3 separate regions of the Mus musculus genome follow, and regions 2 and 3 are each linked to region 1. Evidence: chromatin contacts called from public HiChIP or PLAC-seq data. All regions are on one chromosome and are shown on one strand. The core of a region is the stretch at or near the end of the contact, and the rest is flanking DNA. Distances in the headings are between cores, read along the strand shown. Region 1 holds the start of Aqp5 (aquaporin 5). Region 2 holds the start of Fam186b (family with sequence similarity 186, member B). Region 3 overlaps Lima1 (LIM domain and actin binding 1).

Region 1 (5,042 bases), core at 697-3,196:
TCAAACCTAGAGTCCAGTAAGGCTACAGCTTAGATACCCAAGACCAGATCTTAAACTCTATCGGGTCTTATCTATCTGGAGGAGCTGGCATTCTGGGGTTCCACTGTTCATCTCCATGACACCCCGGTTTGTGCCAGCACTACTCACCCCCACAAGATGGCCCAGTGTGACCGACAAGCCAATGGATAAGGCTGGGGAGCCCACCGGGCTGGTGCGGCGGGAGTCCGTGGAGGAGAAGATGCAGAGGGCCAGCTGGAAAGTCAAGATTAACTCCACCACCACGGCCTTGCCTGGTGTTGTGTTGTTGCTGAGCTGCAAGGAAGAGCTGGGTTAGGACCCTGCTAGCAGCCTTCAGGCTCGGTGACAGGCTAGACAAGTAAGGTTCTGGTCTTCAAGGACACCTAGAGCCTGAGCTCTTGGAAGTCAAGTCCCCTGCATGATCCAGACAGGCGATTTGTTGGAGAAACTGCACTTCAGTGTGCGCAAGCTTGAAGCTCAGGCCTGTAGCCAGAGGGTAGGGTGTCAGCAAGTTTTCCTGGGTGCCATCGTGTCAACGGCTCTGCCCAATCCCCAGCCCCCATGAGCTGGCATTTACCCTCCCTCCTGTGGGCAGCTGCCCAGTTTGCCTACTGCAAACAGCCCCTGGCCTCCTATCCATGCCTGACCCGCTGCCGGTGCCAACTTCAAACCCGTCTCTCCAGTGTGTCTGACTCACAGCTTGACAATGGCCGAGAAAATCCTCCTCTGTGTTTGATTAATGAGCCCAGTTCACATGGGACAGGGGGCTGAATCTAGGGCTGCAAAGATGGAGAGACAGCAGGGGGGCAGGAGCAGGGGTTACAAAAGGGGGAGCCAGCACTGGGGGTGCATCACATCATGGCTTCTAAGTGTAATCCCCAGGGCACTGGCTGTGCTCTGATCACCTCCATGTCATGGGTAGTAAACTGGAAGCCCAGGGAGATCACGGTTGCTCCAGACCTCCATCCATCACTATCCATGGCTCCTTGGTGGGTCCCTTAAAACTACACCACCAAGGGGGGTCACAAGAAAGAAGTCACAGGTGAGATTAGAGATGGAAGGGATGTTTTGGCGGCCCTGGGGAGTTAGGCCAGGGAATGCAGCATAGGAGAGGGAGGGGTAGATGAGGGAGAATGTGAAGAGAAGCCAGGACCCGGGAGCACTGAGGTTGGCCAGGAGGTTGGTCAGCCTGCTCTTACTGGCTAAGTTATGCCCTGGTGTTTTGGTTGTACCCATTCTCAAGATGGAGGAGCATGGAAGGTCTGGTCTGAAATGTCCCCAGGGTCCCTGCCCATCCCTCCACAGTCTGGTGGACACTCACCGCATTGACGGCCAGGTTACCCCGGGCATTGCCTGGCGCCAACCAGTACAGGATGCCTGCTCCAGCAATGGCACCCACCAGCTGGGCTGCCACGTAGAAGATGGCTCGGAGCAGAGAGATCTGGTTGCCTATTAAGAGGGCCAGAGTAATGGCCGGATTGATGTGGCCACCACTCACAGGTCCCAGGGCTTGGGCCAAGGTACCTATGGCCAGGCCAAAGGCTATGGAGATCTGCAGAATGGTGGGCAGCGCCGAGGGCCACTTGAGTGCCGAGCCCAGGCCAAAGAAGACGAAGATGAGGGTGGCCAGGAACTCTGCGAACACGGCCTTGAAGAAGGCAACTGAACACACCTCCTTCTTCATGGTGGCCTTGGGGGCCCGGTGGCAGCGGCTGCGTCGCGGGGCGGCCGTCGGGGCGGCGCTGGCAGCGGCGGGCGTCTGTCTGCGGGGCTCTGCGCGACGTGCGGTGCCCACTCCGTGGCAGGCGGCCTGGCGCGGACCGGGCAGGGGCGCGCTATATAGAGGGCGCGCGCCCCGCGGCGGGCAGAGCGCGGGGGGGCCGGGGGCGGCTCCCGCGCCCAGAGGCCAGCGCAGCGCGCAGGGAGCGAGCCTGGCGGGCGCGCGCTCGCAGCCCCCCGCCCCGCGCACCCCCGGCCCCCCGGCCGCACAGCGGCGGACCCGCCCGGGCCACGTGACCCACGCGGCAGTGTAGACTGGCCCGGCGGTCTGGGTCGCGCGCATCGTGCGCTCAGCGCTGCTCCCGCGCCCTCCTGGTCGACGTGCGTGCTGGGCTCTCCTGGCGGCTGAGCGCGGTCCCGGCTCTCCTCTCGCACCGAGCTCTGGAAGTCCCTCTCCGGCCGGCCTTTACCGGCGTCCGGGGCCGGCCGGCAGCCTTCCCCTTTTCTCCTCCTTGGGCTCGCGCGACCGGAGCATCTTGACCCGGTCGGTCTCACCCACGGACGGGTCAGAGTGATGAGAGTCTCTGAGGACAGCGCCTCTTAGCTCCTTATCCGCCCGTGGCGGGGGCGGTTCGGCGATCGTGGGCCTCTCCCCGGTCCAGCCCGGCAGGAGCGGGGGCGTTGGATCGGGAGTACAGTGCCAGCCTGCTCTGCGCTCGGCAATCCTCGACGCCGCGTGTGGCGGTGCCTCTAGGCAGCGGGCTCTAGGAGGCGTTCTCAGTGGTAGCCCTTGGGGACCCTGGGGTGGTGATCAATTTGGGTTGTTTGGGCTTAGGGAAGTGCCTGAGACTGGGGTCAGAGGAAAGGGTCTTGGCCTCTTCTGTTTTCAACCCAGAACTCCATCACTTTAGTCACACTAGACCTCCGGAGTGGCTGTTTGCTTCTTGTCCCTGTTGGTCTTTCTCCCAACGTGACAGTCTCAGTACCCCCATCCCCACCTCTCTTTGTCTCTCTGTCTCTTTCTGTGTCTCTGGCCCTCTCCCTCCATGTGTTCCTGCGTTTCTGCGCCCTCTCCCCACCAGTCTTTTAGCCTTGTCTCTTTTCCTCAGTCTATCACCCTTTGACTTCTGAGTCTTCCTCTTTCTGCCTGTCTCTCTGACTCTTCGTTTCTACGTTTTCTTCCTTTTTTTTAAAACGAGCTGTCCATTACTGTTTCTAGCTCTATCTAGTTCGCCTGCCTTTAGCCTCTTTCAATCTGCAGGTCTTTGTTTCTGCCGGCCTATCTCACTTTCTAGTTTGCACACTCATACAGTTGGTTTTTCTCGTCCCCACCCCCACTCCATCAAGTCCTTGCACTCTTGGACTGGCCAACACATTTTTCTAGTTCCCAGCTTCCTCTTGTCCTTTTTTTCTTTGGGCTTCCAGACCCTCTCCATTGCTTCTCCCAACCCTCCACCTTCCCCCTCCGCAGGTTTGGCATGTGTAGAAGGAGATTGGAGGGAGGACCTTCTAGGGTTTGGGGGCAGGGCAAGGACCCATCCTCAGGATCCCAGAAAAAGAGCTGCACTCCCTCTACCCCGTACGGTTAGTGTTTGAGCACTTTGCACCGTTGCACCGTACCAGCCATAGAGCAAGGCCCAGGAAAGTCACCTCATGTCTTGGTCAGTTTTAAAAGCCTCCTAGGGTAATTGAGCCCTAGGGTGCAACAGAGGAAGAGAAAAGATACACGTGTCCAGCAGGGGCTGAGGGTGGAGCCTAAGGAAAAGCAAGAACGGGGAGGAGGAACTTTGGGCCAGGTGGCAGCTAAGAGGCCAAAGAAAACAGGGTCCAAAGAAACCCCACTATTGTTCCCGTTCTGCCTGGCATTTCCTGCTGAGCGGCTCTTCCCCAACGGCCCTGGTCAGGTGGACTGTTCTTTTCTCCGGAGTCGCAGGGCTATGCCCCCAGCAGAGCAGGGCAGTGCCTCCAGGATCAGAGACCTTCAGGCCAGACATCTTCCTGTGGCTGCAACTCAATTTCCTTCCCCGGCCACCCTCCCTCTTTTTGAATGCATCTTCTCTGCCCAGGCACAGTCTTCCTGGATCCATAGGTCTCACAATCTGTCCTTTTAGAGCGGGCTGGTCTCATGTGCTGCCTGGGAATTTGAGCCTTCTCTTTCCCAGCTAACAAAGGACCGAGAACTTGTTCTGGCTGGGAATATAGCTCAGTGGTAGAGTTCTTGCCTAGCATATGAAGGGCCCTAAGTTCAATGCCCAGTACTGGGGGATAGGGGAGAAAAGCTAGTTTTGGCCAGGCATGGTAGCTGTTATTTCCAACCTTCAGGAGGCAGAGACAAGCAGATTGCTGAGTTCAAGGACAGACTGATCTACATAGTGAGTTCTAGGTCACCCAAAGGCTACATAGTAAGACCCTATCTCAAAAACAAACAAAACAAACAAAAGAACTAGTTCTTGACATTTTATGGATTAAAAATATAGATTTGAATTGTCTCTACTTTGAAAGTGATTTAATTTCAAGCAACTTTGTGAGGAGTCCAGAAGTCAGAAGTCACTGGCTCAGGCTGGGATGGAGACCACAACGTGCCACACAGACTTGGTCACAAGGAGTCGTTTTGGTGTAACTAAGGAGGCTCCATCTGTCAAGGTTACCCCGAGTGGCAGCCGATTCTGTTTCCAAGGCTGTGTCTGAGATCTTTTCATATCTCTGACCATCAGTCAGGGTCACCAGATCTCTTACTGGGGACAAGGTGTGATAGAATTACTGGTAAATTTTGGGGAATATGGGAAGAGAAAGGAACCCCTGGCCACCCTTGCCCTAGAGTGTGGGCGAAGCTCCCGCCAGCTGAGAACAGTAAATGCCAACACATTTAGCAACATCTGCTTAAGGCCTTTTTCCTCTCACAGTGTAAATGCTCAGTTTCCTAGGTCTCTCAGGAAGGACCCCATTCACCATGAAAAGCTATCCTAGCCAACTTGTGAAGTCGTGGTATCTGTTGCCCGTTCCTTATCTCACTGTAACCCCATCTAAGGCTCCTCTGAAGCCACTTAATAGTCTGTTATAGAAGGGGGGACTCACTGGCTCAGAGTCACTAACTCCAAGGCAATAAACATTTGCTTAAGGCTTCTTCCTGCCCTGTTGTAAACCTGTAATTTTCTAGGAATCTCACCAGAAACACCCTTTACAGTAAAACAATGCATTCTATTCCCCCCCCCCCCCACCGCCACCCTAGTGGTTTCTGGTTTTATTTTATCAGATTGTAATCCTATCTCTCCAGTGCCACCTCCAGAGCCACCTTGAAATCTCAT
Region 2 (5,042 bases), core at 1,377-3,876, 300 kb after region 1:
ATACACACACACACACACAAACTAAACCATCAGTCCCTTTCTTTTTTAAAAAAAAAGATTTATTTATTTATGTATATGAGTGTGGTGGTTTGAACATGCTTGGCCCAGGGAGTGGCATTATTAGGAACTATGGCCTTACTGGAGTGGGTGTGGCTTTATTGGAAGAAGTGTGTCACTGTGGGGGTGGCCTTTTGTGACCCTCCTCCTAGCCACATGGGAGACAGTCTGCTCCTGACTTCCTTTGGATAAAGATGTAGAACTCTCAACTCTCAGCTCCTTCCCCAGTGCCATGCCTAGACACTAAACCTCTGAACCTGTAAGCCAGCCCCAACTAAATGTTGTCCCTTAAAAGAGGTGCTTAGATCCAATTTAACACATCTTTTTTTTTTTTTTTTTTTTTTTTTCTTTTTGAGACAGGGTTTCTCTGTGTAGCCCTGGCTGTCCTGGAACTCACTCTGTAGACCAGGCTGGCCTCAAACTCAGAAATCCGCCTGCCTCTGCCTCCCAAGTGCTAGAGGATCAAAGGCATTCGCCACCATTTCCCGGCTCCAACTACCTTTGTTAAAGACAGGATCTTCATTCAGGTCAGTAGTATACAGTTTGAGTCTTGGGCCCTCTCCTCTCCCTTTGTCTCATCAGGATCTCTCTATGTAGCCTTAGCTGTCCTGGAACTCGCTACATAGATCAGGCTGTCCTTGGACCCATGGAGATCCACCTGCCTCTGGCTCTGAGTGCTGGGATTGGTTAAAGGCATCCCCACCACGCTTTTAACAGAAAAGCGTGAGTTGTGTTCACTCTGAGGAAGGAGCTCAGAGCCTCAGCATGTCTATTTCATACACTAAATTGAGGAGGTGTCTTGGGCTTTTCTTAATTAAATCATACACTGTCTACATTTCAATTGCCTTGCTTAGATTATTTATATACAGTCTACTCATCAGTGTGGTTGAACTTAAAAGAAAAATAGAGAGGGGGAAGGGGGGAAAGAGAGTCCAGAGAAGGAGCTGGAGTAAAGAAACCAAATTCGAATCCTAACCCCGTTCTTTCAGCTGTACCTGGGTGTGACCCATCACCCTCGGAGCCTTTGCTGGCTTAGGTATGCTGGTGACGGTAAGTCATCCAGGGTTGGGACGTGCCCAGTGGTAGAATGTGTATCTAGCACACACAGGGGTCTGGTTCTGATCCTTAGAGCAAGAGTGTGAGCAATTGAGAGGGGCTAAATTTTTAAAAATTAAACATGGTCAAACTAAAAATGATTTACAAACTATGAGATTTCTGAAATCATAAGGGTTCAAAGGATCGCCCAGAACAGACATAAAGATCAGGAAGTATCCACTAGCCAGGGTCTAAGTCAATCTGGAGCTTAGCGCACTTCTGCTTGGCCGGCACAGAGCCGCAAGCAAAGCACTGAGAATATTACCAAAGGTGAGTGTTTGCTGAGTGAGTAAGCAACAGAATTACCATTGCCTTAGTGGATGGACAGTACAGTGAAAAGCAGTTGAGTGTCAGGAAAAGTCTTATGTGGGTAAGACAACTTACGATGCTTAATTTGTTATCTATTAGATGGCAGTATTTTTGGTGACAAGGGAGAATATTTTTCATGTCTGTGAACCTGCACTCTGTATCCATTCATTCAATAGGTGCTTAGTGCCCTAGTATGGGCCAGGTACAATTCTAAGTCCCAAACATACAGCGATGTTCAAAAAAGAAAGAAACGAGGGGGCTGGAGAGATGGCTCAGTGGTTAAGAGCACCAACTGCTCTTCCGAAGGTCCTGAGTTCAAATCCCAGCGACCACATGGTGGCTCACAACCATCCATAATGAGATCTGACACCCTCTTCTGGTGCATCTGGAGACAGCTATAGTGTACTTAGAGAATAATAATAAATAAATCTTAAAAAACAAAACAAAACAAACAAAAAAACAAACGAAACAAAAGCCTCCTGCTATGATTATTTATCAACTTTAGCTAGTAAGAGTGTTGACTGAGCCTTGAGCCTAGGGGCGGAAGAAAACATATCCTCATTTAGGTGTTGATTGGCTCTGATTTTAAAGTCAGAGGTTCCCTTTAGAAAGTGTCTTGTCAGCCTTCTGATGCCGTAACAAACACTTGTAAGGATTGACTCAAAGGGAAAAAGGTTATTTGGCTCGCCATTTTGGGAATTCCAGCCTGTGACCAAAGAGCTGTGCTTCCGATGTGGTGGAGTAAAACCACAGATCAAGGATAGGGGAAGAAGAAAGGGTTGGAGCCCTACAATGCCCTTCAAGAGGACACAGATCCTAAGGCCCCCTGCACAAGGCTCTACCTCTCAAATGTTCCACAACTTCCCCTTGGCACCACACTGGGGACCAGAACCTTCCACGTACGGATCTTTGGGGAACCAGGATCTAAACTGCAGCAGGAAGTCATTTTTCCTAGTTGCTTTTCTTTTTTTTTTTTTTTTTTTTTTGCCATTAATATTTAGTTTGGGAACATGATTTTTAATGGTGAGGCGAAACAAACAAAGGATAATGGCAGGCAACGGCTGGCATACAGCTGGGAGGTGGGAAGTTTAATCTTCTAATTCTTTAAGTCAAACTGATGATGTCACTGGGGAAAAGAGAGTCAGTTGGAACCTGGTGTCTGGCAGTTACTAGAGGAGCTGTGGCCGGGCAGAGGGTACCCAGGAACCTCCCTGGGCCCTTAGCCCCTAAAGCTGCCCATACTGTGTGTTCAGCCCTGTGTACAAGAGCCATGGGACATCTTCGGACTGAGAGAATTATCTAGAATGGAGAAGGACAACCCCCCACACTTGGTGACTCCCACATCAGTGAAGGCTATTATCTCAAAGATTGAGACTGCCCAGCTAATTCGGACTCAGGAGGTAACCCCAGAGACGAGGAAACTACCCTTCTATTAGGGTCTGATGTAGAGGCTGGGGACTGATCTCTAGTTTACACAAGACTCCAGCCTCTGGGCCTTTGGGGGTCCTGGGAGACTTGACAAGCCAGGTTTGCAGACAGGTGAGTTCGGAATGCTCACATCCTGTATCTGACTTCTGCAAGGGAGGCTAAGACCAACCACCTCTGAAAAGCAGGGATGTAAGGTCACAGCCCCGAGGTAAGTGGGCAGGAGGCTCCTGGACAGCACCTAGCGATGGATCCTAAAAGGTTTTGTGCAGGGGTAGATTTTTAAAATTCACACTCTGTGTTGGCAGACTGCTAGAATCCCCTAAGCTATGCCCCGGAAACACTTGGGAAGATGTTCAGAGATGTTCAGAGGCTCGGATCACTCTGGGGATGAGGCTCGGGTGCAGCTGTGCTCAGTGTTTTTCCATCTCCCCCGAGGAGCACTTACAAGGAGGGGAGTAGATGTTGACTCGGGACAGCAAAGGACACACTGCTTGAACCTTTTATCCAGTGTTTCTTTGGGATTTCCCTTTTTGTTCCCATGTTGCTTCTGAGTCCTTGTGAAATTCCTGATGTCTCCAGCCAATTCTGAAATTCTAAAGGCTTAAAAATTAAAATGGTAGGGCTGGAGAGATGGAGAGATGGCTTGGCAGTTAAGAGCACCGACTACTCTTCCAGAGGTCCTGAATTCAATTCCCAGCAACCACATGGTGGCTCACAACCATCTGCAATGGGATCTGGTGCCCTCTTCTGGTGTGTCTGAAGAGAGCAATGGTGGACTTATATACATAAAATAAATAAATAAATCTTTTTTAAAAAATTAAAATGGTAATAAGAGCCGATGCTCTCTCTGTGTTCTGGGTGCAGGTTTTGTTTTATTTTGTTTTGTTTTGTTTTGTTTTTTGTTTTGGTTTGTTTTTTCGAGACAGGGTTTCTCTGTGTAGGCCTGGCTGTCCTGGAACTCACTTTGTAGACCAGGCTGGCCTGGAACTCAGAAATCCACCTGCCTCTGACTCCCGAGTGCTGGGATTAAAGGCGTGCGCCACCACGCCTGGCCCTGGGCCCAGTTTTAAACCCTTTACAATATCATTTCATGCCATTCTCATAAAAACCCGTGGCATAAAGTACTATAGCAAGCTCTGCCTTAACAGTGAGAAAGCCCTGAGACCCAGAGTTACACTGCTAGCACATGGGCAACGGCCTCCAAGATGGTGACCCCTAACCTCTGCCATCTGCTGCCTCTGCCCCACCTAGGATATTTCCACCCAGCTCTCGGACATCTTGGACAATGTCAACTGTGCCATCAACCGCTTCCAGGAAGAACTGGGATATGACTTAAAAGAAAGAGCGAAGCCTCACCAACCAGAGCAGAAAGGCAAGAAGAGGTTCATCTTGCTGGAGAAACTCGCCGCCTTCTCTGATGACGCCAAGGCCAAGGAGAAGCACCTGTATGAGATCCTCCACTGGCTGGGCGAATGGGGTGAGTCTGAGGGCTTGCTGCAGTCGGTCCAGAGACTCTCCACCTAATCAGCACCTTGCAAGGAGGGGGTGGGGCTGGTGGCTGCAGACAGCAAAGGACAGACTGAAACTCCTCCTCCCCAGTGAAGGAGTCTAGTGTCACCACACACAGCACGCAGCAGCCTCACTCCCCAGAAGGGCTATGTCATGTCAGTCGGTCTTTTGTTGCTCTGACAAGTAAAGAAGGGTAAAGTGTAACGGTGACTTCAGAGATGTCAGTGGTGATCTCTTGGCCCTATCACTTAGCTCATGGTGAGAGTGAGTCCCAGGGATTGTGGCAGAGGAGGCTGCTCCACTCATGCAACCAGAAAGCAGAGAACAGGAAGAGGCCAGGGGCAGGACAGACCATTTACAGCACACACAGACACACAGACACACAGACACACACACACACACACACTCATGACCCATCTCCACCCCTGTCCGTGACCCACACCCCGCAACTTGGTCCTACCTTCCACGCTTCTGTTATCTCCCAACAGTCCACCTAAATTTGAATCTATCAGTGGGTTGATGCGCTGATTAGGTCAGAACCTCGTGCTGTGATCACCTCTGAAATGCCCCTCCCTGCCCGGAGGCGTGGCTTCCATCAAGGCTGTCAAAATTAATCACCACAGGCGGGGCTGAGAAGGTAGCCC
Region 3 (5,042 bases), core at 846-3,345, 260 kb before region 1:
GAGCAATACTATACCTTTAAGTACATAATAGCTGGATCCCTGTTTACAGTGGAGTGTGTATAGTGACCAGAAGTAACTGTTTCTCTCAGAAGTAGGGATGATTACCTCTGATGCTTACTATTCTGATAACAAACTGCAGTCCCTTGAAGACTTTGGGGCTGTGGATGCTCAAATCCCTTTATATAAATAGTGTCATGTTTACATAGAACTTATATGCAGTTCACACCATCATTAGACTACATATGATGCCTAGCATGATGCGTGCTGCTCTAATAGTTGTGTATATTGATCATGGAACAACGACCCGAATCTGTGCATTCAGTGTGGGTACAACACTGTTTCTTGGTTTCTTGGTTTCTTCCATGGTTTCTTGTTTTATTTGATCCTTGAGACAGGTCTGAGTGGCCTTAAATTCATGACTATCCCCCAGCCTCAGCCTCCTGAGTACTGAGAATACAGGCATGCACTAACATACCCTGTATATGCAAATTTTTGAAAATATTTTTTGGTTCTCAGTTGGTTTTATTCCGCTAATGCAGAATCCAGGTGTGTAGGGGGCAATCTATAGCCGTCTCGGTGGTTTTTGGTAAATTCTAATCACATTTATGTGCACCGTGGCACAGGTGTGGAAGTCAGAGGTCAGCTTGCAGGGATCAGTTCTCGACTTTTATTTATTTATTTATTTATTTATCAGTTCTCGACTTCTATTTATTTATTTATTTATTTATTTATTTATTTGTTTGTTTATTTATTTATATGTAAGTGCACTGTAGCTGTCTTCAGACGCACCAGAAGAGGGCATCAGATCTCATTATCATTACAGGTGGTTGTGAGCCACCATGTGGTTGCTGGGATTTGAACTTCGGACCTTCGGAAGAGCAGTCGAGTACTCTTACCCACTGAGCCATCTCACCAGCCCCCAGTTCTCGACTTCTAACACGCAGATCGTGGGGCTTAAACTCAGGTTATCAAGCTTGGAGAAAGCGCCTTTCCTCACTGAGCTACCGTGATGGCCCATTGTTCCCTCACTGAAAACCAACTGGTGTAGGTTTGCAGCAGCCAGGTGGCCCAGGAGTGAACATCTCCCTTCCTAGCTATCAGTATGTAGTCTACTATTGAACCCAACCCAGCACATTGGGGTGGATAGCAAGGGGCACTGCCATCAGCACCACCATAGGCATGTATCACCACAGCCAGCTAAAATAAGCGCTCATAGAACATGATGTTCACATATGTCTCATCTTTCCAGAAACTTTTCGTGCTCCACCGCAGACTGCGGTGCATGATAGATCTCTTGTCCTGCAGATGTGAATGTTAAAGCGGAGAGAAATTTTTATTTGCCTTAAAGGTCATACATAGAAGGATTAGACTCTATATCTGTTCGCTCACAGGCTACTTCTCTCCACCGTTGAAATATGGCCCAAATTCCTCTTCCCCGCCTGGCTTCCTTCCGTCTGTTTCTGCCTGGAATCTAACTCTTCCTCAGACACTAGTGCTGTGCTTCCCCCCCCCCCCCATTCACTCCCCTCTCCCACCCTGCCCTCACTTTCACATTCTTTCCATTCTGCAAATCCCAAGTCAAGCTAATGTCTTTTCCTCTCACCGAGCCAGAGGTATGCATCGAGCCAGAGGTATGCATCGCCTCTAACCACATCGTTGCCTTGTGCTGTAATTGTGTAGATGGCTGCAGAGTCAATAAATCACGAGCACTCTTTGGAGAGGAGCTTTCTGTTCAGCTTTGAGGGTACCCTCTATTCACTGCTTGAATATGAGGGGTGCTTCTCCTAACCTTTGACTAAGATTTCCCGGGCATTTTGGTCAAAAGTAATCAAAACCATGAACTTAGGAGTTGCTTTTTTTTTTTCTTCTTTTTTAAACCTTATCATCTCTACCCCTCCAAATAATATAACCAGGCATGGTGGCAGATGCTTGTAATCTCAGCACTTGGGAAGCTGAAGCAGGAGGATTGTGAGTTTGAGGCCAGCCAGAAAGACCTAACTAGTAAAACCCTGATACAGGCGTACCTAGGGTGCTGCTGCTGGTGTGAGTACTGTGCATACTTGCTGCCCAGGCGAGTCTCAAGCATTCCTGCCTCAGCCTTGAAGACAGCCGGGACTGTGAACTTAGAGTGCCGCATCTGGCTCTGCATTTCCTTTTTCATGAACAGCTTTCAGAACATACTTTGTTTATTTTTTTTCTTCCTTTATCCATAATGGTTCACTGTGAAAGATCTGACAACATTTATAGTCACACCCACATGGAAGCATAAATCTTCCAAATGTTGTCCTAAAGTGTTGGTCAACGTTTCCTAAATTTGGCTTGAAAGGCGACTGCTGTGGTTTCCGGTCCTGACACTTAGCTGAATTACACGTCGCCCCCACCCCCTTGCCTTTTTCTCTTCAGAGAAAATGCTGACGGTGCTTGGTGAGTCTGTCAGCGAAGGTACGGCACACTCATGTTGAGCTCACATGAATGAGGGACATACATACGTGTTCAAAGCTTCCACACTTACTGTGTTGACTTAGTCTGTAGGAGTGTCATTTCCTCTTCATCTTATTCATCCTATTGTCCTGAATTTTTAAATTTTTAAATAAGTCTGAGAAAAAAACCACAAGCTTTAAGTGGTGAGAGCAACTGTACTTGAATACACGAACGTTAAGTCATCAAAAACTAATCCGTGTTATTTTCAGAGAAGGCTTTGATTAGAAGGACAGCACACTGCCTGCGGGTATGGAGGGTGGTCTCAGAAGGCGATCTGGAGGGCTTGGCCCGGCACACTGTATTGTGCTGTTGTCAGGGCTGATGAGAGAGAGAGCAGTTCTAACGAATCCATTCTACAGATCAGTCCTGCTCTGTGGTTGCCAAGAGAACAGCTGTTTCATCTGTATTTTTTTTTCCCCTACTCAAATAAGGAAGTATTGACTTGTTTCTGATCTCACCTCTTCTGGACAAAGGTTGGAACTCCTTTGGTAATTACTAAGACAAGAAAACCCCACCTCCAGGTTAGCAGGTGGGAACCGAGTGGTGTGAGGGGTGCACTTCGTGTGTGTTCTACAGCTTGGAGAGATTCCAGAAAGGAATGTTAGGTGTAGAGGATTTACCCTCTTAATTTAAATATGTACTTTACCCAGACATTTAAAAAGCTTGATAAGAGCCAGTGGTAAAACATTACACTTAAAATATTCTAAATATTCACAATACTAAAGTATGTCTAATATTTAAAATATATTCTCTCCTTAAATCTACAGTAAAATCCTAGAAAGACAAATGCTGTCTTTGTTTTTTTCATTTGAAGATATTAAAACTAAAGATTATGTAAGTTGGAACATTTTCACAGTTGCATGGCCTGGATACAATGTATCGTGATCATACTTACCCAGTCACCCTTCCTCATCCCAACTCCTACTGGGCCTCTGCTGCTTCCCCATCAGTTCCTCTCCTGCTTTGTATCTTATTGATCAATCCATCAATCAGCTTTTGATTGGTTGTTTGGGGACAAGGCATGTACATCCAGGACAATGTCAGGAGGTTGTCACCATGTGTGTCCCAGGGATAGCATTTCAGTGGTCAGGCTTGGTGGCAAATGTCTTTACCCACTTAATCATCTCCCCGCCTCCATGTCCTTTCTTTTGGTGTGTAGGTCTTGTTCGGGTGACCATAGCTTCTGTGTGCTTGTGATTGTGAGAGTGGTCACATCCAGAAGACTACATTTCGTGGTACCGCTGTCTGTCCTATGGCTCTAACATTCTTCCCCCTCCTCTTGCAGCGCCCTGTCTAGGGCTGAGGATTGCACTCTGAACTCGCTTATCCTCAATACTGACAAGTCTCTACTTTAACCATTGTACATAGAAGATGCTCTGACCAAAACCAACCCCAGCACTGTTCTGTGGCAGTTTGTCAACCTGTCCAGTTAGCAACATAGCAGTGAAGCATTCCCTCTAGGGCCCAGCCATAGGCTTTTGGCCAAGTTTATACCAGACCTGAGTTCCTTCCTGTGAAGCAGGCCTCAGATCCAATGGGGAAGTGATTGGTTAACCCACCCCCATCCCCACCAAACAGTCTTGCCCTGTAGCAAGGGTGGACATGTCCAGCCTAGCAGGTTGGTATTGTAGCTCACAGGCTCCATAGCCTGGTAAGACAGTTGATGACATTTCTCCCCCAGTGGCCTGCAAAGCCCCTTCTAGAATTATGAAATACCAGCCAGCAGAAGACAGCTTTCAGCTCAGTCAACCTTGATTTTTGTGCCCTGCATCCAAAGTGTACGACATCTTCAACAACAGGGTCTTGCCATCTAGTTAGTCCAAGTGGGAACCAAGAGCAGCAGTAATAACCTCTGCTGTTTTGGGTGTTTCTGGGGACTCCTTAACCATGACTTCTAGGGATGTGTCCTATACCTGCACTGGGATTTTCATTTAAAACCTGTGGTTTCCCGGGGCTGGAAAGATGGCTCAGAGGTTAAGAGCACTAGCTGCTCTTGCAGAGGACCCAGTGATTCCCATCACCTATATGGCAGCGCACATCTGTCTGGAACTCCAGTTCCAGGGGCTCTGATGCCTTCTTCTGGCCCCCACAGGCACCAGGTATATACCTGGTGCACTCACATACATGTAGGCGTAATAACCACTCATGCACATCAAATAAAAATGGAAAGCAAAGCCAAACAAAACCCTGTGTCTTCTAGGATCAGCATTGCCCACCCATGCAGGGCACCTCCACTTAAACTGTTATCATCGTATTGCTTAGTTTCTGAAGTAGTAGGCTCCTCACCCCCACATCTCCTCTCTCCCCAAAACCCATTACCATTTAAACCTTTCTACCTGTGGTATTCCTCCACATTACTTCCGTGTTCCATGTGTTTTACTATCCACCCACCAAAGACTTCCCCCACCCCATCCTCTCACGGAACTCTCATGGCCCCTTCTTGTCTCCTGGCTTCCGTGGACACTCACTCCACCTTAAACACAGAAATCTAAACATGTCGATCTACAGTCTATCTATGAGAGGAAACAGGGTTTCTAATTCTTTTCTTTTGGGAGGGGTGT

Evidence for each region. HiChIP or PLAC-seq counts read pairs in DNA pulled down with a chosen protein or histone mark.
Region 2: a contact with region 1 is called in an H3K4me3 HiChIP or PLAC-seq map of embryonic stem cells, with 4 times the contacts expected there. The contact joins the promoter of Fam186b here to the promoter of Aqp5 in region 1. A contact is called at or near these places in 1 of 39 promoter capture datasets (cranial neural crest), 2 of 115 datasets of contacts at active chromatin or transcription factors (bone marrow-derived macrophages and embryonic stem cells) and 2 of 9 other capture datasets (macrophages and pancreatic islet).
Region 3: an H3K27ac HiChIP or PLAC-seq map of VIP interneurons shows a contact between it and region 1, with 2.6 times the contacts expected there. The contact joins the enhancer-like site here to the promoter of Aqp5 in region 1. A contact is called at or near these places in 4 of 39 promoter capture datasets (the C10 cell line, cranial neural crest, embryonic stem cells and 1 more), 1 of 15 datasets of contacts at CTCF or cohesin (the NIH/3T3 cell line) and 4 of 115 datasets of contacts at active chromatin or transcription factors (VIP interneurons, astrocytes, pancreatic cancer cells and 1 more).

The regions. Positions count from the first base shown.
Region 1 is chr15:99,587,932-99,592,973 of GRCm38.p6, reverse strand. It overlaps Aqp5 (aquaporin 5), which reads right to left and starts at 1,946. Exons shown (of 4, transcript NM_009701.4): 1 at 1,340-1,946; 2 at 148-312. The coding sequence starts at 1,702. The region is part of intron 3 of Gm34765 (a long non-coding RNA gene); the gene reads left to right.
Region 2 is chr15:99,284,764-99,289,805 of GRCm38.p6, reverse strand. It overlaps Fam186b (family with sequence similarity 186, member B), which reads left to right and starts at 2,626. Exons shown (of 8, transcript NM_001081254.1): 1 at 2,626-2,861; 2 at 4,141-4,366. The coding sequence starts at 2,766.
Region 3 is chr15:99,844,699-99,849,740 of GRCm38.p6, reverse strand. The region is part of intron 1 of Lima1 (LIM domain and actin binding 1); the gene reads left to right. Among named protein-coding and RNA genes, the nearest start is that of Lima1, 28 kb to the left of the region's middle. Within about 2 kb of position 2,095, at least 87 of the 459 cell types and tissues checked have an H3K27ac peak or open chromatin away from gene starts, as enhancers often do. A contact at or near this core is called in the NIH/3T3 cell line and pancreatic cancer cells, where this site is marked.